Regions from separate parts of the Zea mays genome. Here region 1 is linked to region 2. Evidence: chromatin contacts called from public Hi-C data. All regions are on one chromosome and are shown on one strand. The core of a region is the stretch at or near the end of the contact, and the rest is flanking DNA. Distances in the headings are between cores, read along the strand shown.

Evidence for each region. Hi-C and Micro-C count contacts between places; a contact is called where the count stands out from the background.
Region 1: a Hi-C map of ear shows a contact between it and region 2, with 2.1 times the contacts expected there. The contact joins the promoter of LOC100191644 here to the promoter of LOC100277474 in region 2. A contact is called at or near these places in 3 of 25 Hi-C or Micro-C datasets (ear, endosperm and tassel).

The regions. Positions count from the first base shown.
Region 1 is chr4:235,628,750-235,631,449 of Zm-B73-REFERENCE-NAM-5.0, reverse strand. LOC100191644 reads right to left here and starts at 1,323. Exons shown (of 10, transcript NM_001137073.1): 1 at 725-1,323; 2 at 7-120. The coding sequence starts at 1,222.
Region 2 is chr4:235,451,779-235,454,478 of Zm-B73-REFERENCE-NAM-5.0, reverse strand. LOC100277474 (putative RING zinc finger domain superfamily protein) reads right to left here and starts at 1,322. Exons shown (of 8, transcript NM_001407258.1): 1 at 926-1,322. The coding sequence starts at 1,135.

The DNA of each region.
Region 1 (2,700 bases), core at 74-2,573, 180 kb before region 2:
ACATACATGTTGATCAATGTCGGACACGTAGACGGTCCGCCGCACGCTGTCCTCCCTATCACCCCGCCGGGGCCGGCCTCCGGCCCCCCTCCGCCTCCCGTGGTTGAAGCTGTTCCTCCTCTGATGCCAATCACGAGGGCAAAGTCAATTTGTCGTCGTACCACCAGAATTATTAAATGAACACATTTTTTTTGTTCTGGAAGTTGTGAAAGAGCTAAACGGGAGGCCCACGGAGACGAATAGTTGGCATCAAGCACAGTGCCCATCGCTATCACATGGATCCACGTATCAAGTTCTTGGCAATTGCCGTAGTACCACTAGCACCGACCATTCGTCGATATCTGGTTAGCAGGTTTGCACCCATCAAATTGTTTCTTAAGAAACAAACAAGATGGAGCCGTCGACTCTCTCCCTTATAAAGGGAGGGGTTCTTTGTATCATATTTGTAATATATAAGATGATTCCGCAAATGATTTAGAGGAGAATCATAAAAACAGAACGAAATTATAAACCCTCCCTCGCTGCTCGGAGACTTGATTTTTCAAGAGATAAAACAAGAGGGGGGGAAAAGCGACAGGAAAAGGAAGAAGAAAGAAGGAAGTGATCAACCCAAATCTTCCAGCGATCACAGGAAGGAGGGAAAGGTCAGACAAATACCAAAACCTCCCAAATCGAGACGTGTTAGATAGAGCCGTAAAAGACGCAAAATTAACAGCTCACAGACCCGGCGATTCGGTTGGTGGCGACTGCCGCCGCCGCCGCCGTTGCTGGATCCGTCGCTGCTGGAGTCCCTGCCCCCGCCGCCAACGACGACTTTGCCGCCGCCGCCGCCGCCGCCTATCTCCAGGTGCCCGCCGGCAGCGCCGTAGTACTCGGCGGCGGACACGAACACGGGCGCGTCGGCTGAGAGCACCCTTCCTCCCGCCGGCTTCGCCGCCGCCACGGCGGCTGGGGCCGTGCGGCGCGACGACGGCACGAACTCCTGCGCGCAGGGGTTAAGCTTGGACATGAGGTTCTCCAGCTTCTTCAGGTCGCTCTTGTACACCTTCTCCTCCTCCTCCTCCTCCTCCTCCGTTTCTCCCGCCGTAGCTGCCGCATCACCCTTCATCTCCGCCTCCACTTCGCCCTCGGCCTCCGCCTCCGCCTCCGACGTCACCGCGGCCTTAGCCTCGATCGGAATCGGGGACTCCGCGGACGCCGGCACAACCTCCACTGCCACCATTATTGCCTCTTCACGCACTTAACTGGAACGAGATGATATCAAAAGCTCAAAACACGATTAATTGTTTTTTGTTCTCCTTGTTGGATTGGTGTGCGTTAGCCTTGTTGTTGGTGGTGATAGTGATGCAAGAGGGAGGGAGGGGGGGGGGGGGGGGGGGGGGGGGGGGGGGGGAGTGAAGAGGAGGTAGGAGGAGAGGTCGAGAACTGCAGATACGGCGGGGGGCAAGGGAAACGATGGGAAATAAAAAGGGGAGAGTGAAGCCGTTTTGAGAGGGTAGTTGGCGAGAGAGAATCGGTCAGAGGCGTGGAGTGGAGGAGAGGCACGTCACGGCCTTGTTCCCATCCACTTGGTCTTGGCGCAGGCAGTCCACGCCTCTCCCGGATCTCCTGTGTCTAAATTTAGGACGGCGATCCCTCTTTGATCTCAGGAATCTGCATTACAGCAGCAACAGTCTGTCTTTGACTGCCTGCGGCTGCATCTCCTCCTCACCACGCCACCTGCATTCTTGGGTGTGCATGTGTGTCTAAATTCTGGATATTTTTTAGTTCAAGGAAAATATGTTTTACATGCATGTCATTTGTTATTCTGGATATTTATGACCAAATTTCGATAAATAATATAATTATGGAAACTGATCTTATGTTTACAGAGACTCTGTGTTCATATGGGCACTTACCTCCAAATGTGTGTCCGTTAGCAATCCAAACGGGACGGCTAATTTTCGCTTACCTCCTATGGTATTAGAGCACTAGAGCGGAGATGGGAGGGAGTAAATGTTGCTAATATTTTATAATAAATAAACTATCTAAACTTTAAAAAAAATCATCAACTCTTTTTTGAACGGAAATAGAACTATCTATAAAAACCAAATATCTTATAATCTAAATCAATTATTTTAAAACAGGAAGAGAACTAAAATGTTTGGCCCCCTAACCCTCTCGTGTGTGCATGTGTGTGTATATAGGGGGGATAGATGATGTATGAATTATAGTTTTTCGTTGATTAAAATAAAATAATTTATTAAAAAAAGTCGACGTGCTCTGTAAAATATCAAATCTGTCGCTAATAATAAAATTTACAAATTTCAACTAAAGTTGTCATCGTGTACACGACGAATTTGATATGTACCTGTGCTAGTTAACAAATTTTCATGGATCTTCAAGGTTACTTGATTTTTTTTTGAATTCTCTTAAAATTTTGTTAGCCATCTCATAAATACTAGAGTCATTATATAAAAGTTGAATCTCATCAACCAGACATTCATTATTATATCGTCTTTATTATTTTGGTATTGTTAATATACCATAACTTTAGTTTAATATATTAATTAGCTAGAAAATAGACTCATGAAACTGAATAATTTACTAAAAAACTAAAAATTTATTTCATGTCGAGTGTTTAAATTTGATAATATTATACGATATTTTGTTCACCATGAATTAGCTAACCCCTTATATCGTGCCAATCACTCCCGGGAG
Region 2 (2,700 bases), core at 73-2,572:
GAGCATCTAGAAGTACCACTGCCCATTTCAAGAAATGCAAGCCTGTTACTACATTACCATCAGGTAGGAGTATAAAATTGTAGAATAGTCTTAAGCCATGTTGCTCCAGGAATTAAAATCAATGGGACATTGGCACTCAACCTCATAGCACAGCAGTTAGCCATCCAAGAAAATTATCCAAACAACATGGCCAAAGCATAAAATGTGGTGTAATAACAATCTTTTAGGACAACATGGTAGCGCATTTTGCACAATGTACATATGCAGTATGATGTCCTAGTTAGAGCATGAGCAGCAGATACCATCGCAGACATATATACAGAACCAAAAAATGATGCCACCTTCACTGCACTTTGTACTACTTGTTGGCAACTCTGGGGTATCAGGCAAAAACAGTCGAGCCATTGAAAAGATGGAAATGTACTAAACCTCGGCTGGTCCTCAGACGACCTTGTGGAAACACAGCCCCTAGAATATCCCTAACAACAATGCACACACACACCGAAGCCGAGCACAAGATAACGACGCATGCGCACAGAACAAGAATACGACGCCGCCGTGACTGCACTTTGCAGAACTAGTCGACAAATTGTGCTATTAGGCTAGAAACGTGGCTAAGTGTACTGAAACCCCTGGTCCTAGGAGGTTCCAGAACAGCATTTAGAACCACGTGCACGCACGCTCATCGACCTCCCCACCCAGTAACAGAATCGTGGCAATGGCAGTGGCACGCGGAAATCCAACAGAATCAACCGCCAATCGACCCAGTAATCCCGCGCCGAAGCTCCCTCCTCCGTCCAGGTCGCCCGTGGTCGGGCGCACGCAGCCGCAATTCGCCCGCGGGGGGGGGGGGGGGGGGGGGGGGGGGGGGCGGGGTGCGGGAGAGAATGAGAGAGAAGGGGGAGATCTCCCCGCGCGTGTTTACCAGGAAGCAGATGGGACACTCCTCAAGGTCGAGGTCCCCTCCACCGGCCGCGGCGTCGTCGGCGCCCGGGTAGCAGGGCGCGAGCTTGGCCTCGAGGATCAGCTTGCGCAGCTTCTTCTGGTCGATATCCTTGTGCTCGTAGAGCCCCTGCGGCCGCGTGAACCGCTCCTCCACACCCGGCTTCCGCCTCCCGCCTATCCGGTTCCCCATCCCTCCCAGATCCGTCTCCGCTGCAGCCGCCGGAGACGAAACCCTTGCTCGGTCGGTCGGTCGCTCTCGCTCTCCCCAGTCCCCACTGCGTCTGCGTGCCCCCCGAGTCACCGTAGATACATACGGTGTACGCAACGGGAGGGTGGCGTATGCGCTGTCGCAGCGGGCGAGGCGACGTGGGAGTGATTTTTTTTTAAAAAAGTTTTTTTTCCCTCGGTGCGGGACGGGTGGGGACTTGTTGGGGAGGAAACGAAGCAGAGAAAGGCAAAGGCAGGCAATGCGGACGGGACGGGCCGGGGCCGCACGCTGCAGCTGCAGCTGCACGCGACGGACGCAGCAGGGGCAGGCAGCAGCTTCTGCCCTGCGGCTGCACACCTGCACTGCCGCTGTGCTGCGACTGCGAGAGAGAGTGCGGCGCGGCTTCCCTTCTCTCTCCGGCTAGACCACAAACATTGTGGGCTCCGGCCACTGTTCAAGCCAGGCAACAAACGAGCGTAAACTTGTGGTGCAACTAAACATGTGGACTTGTGGTGCAACAATAGATTGCTTTTCTAACGTGCTATTACTTACTCAGGCGTTGTTTGGCAATTGGCATCGCTCTACTTCACAAAAATCAGCTGAGCGTTGTAAGTTTTAAAGTAGAGTAGCTTAGCTTTAAAGTAGCGGAATTTCGCAGGCGGGCACGCGGCTAGCATGGCCACAGCTATGGGCCATGAACCGCCTCGGCTTCAAGCCGCTCAGCGTATTCCTCCACCTCTACCGCGAGTTCGAGGGGCTCGCATCGACCCTCTCTGACGCGACGACGGTGACCGTCACTATACCACGTTGTGGCACCACCGGTCGGTCGGCACTGTTCGAGACTCGTCGCCATGGCGCGGCTCGGCCGGACAACAAGACGACGACGGTAGCTAGGGAACAGAAAAAATAATGGTTCGTTTCTTGCAGGTGTGTAATCGATGACAAAGATGGACAATTTTACCCCAACTTCAAGAGGGAGTTAAAATTACTCATTCGTGAATCCCTTTAGCTAATTCATGATTTTTGGTGAAGTTAGGGGTAACTTCACATTTTTGGTGAAGCGAAAATTTTAAAGTTGGTACTGTTTGGCTAGTGGTTTGTGAAGCCGAGTTCGTTTTCGCTAAGTGAAGCAGTCCCAAATAATATCCTAGACTAAGATCTTGTTTGTTTGAGTTATAGCTTTTAGAGCTTTTCTGAAAAGCTGTTGTAGAGCATTTAATCCTAAAAGGCCAATGACAACTTTTTGATGATGTTATTAGCTTACTGTTGGGGCATTCGTCCTCCGAAAGTCCTCAAAAACATAATTTAACAATGTCTTCCAAACATGGCTTATGGACAGGTACCTTCGGACTCAGGTTAAAAGCATACACGATGAGAAGAGCATGATCATGACGAAGGTTGTCGTTGCTCCGAAGCTACGCGCAAGGGAGCTTCGGCTCAATCGCGGAAAAAGGAACCGACTTAAAGGGGGAAAAGCTATCTAGTCCTCATAGATTTTGTGTTGCCTTGTTCTTAATTCATAGCAATTGAGAACAAGTCCCTAACAT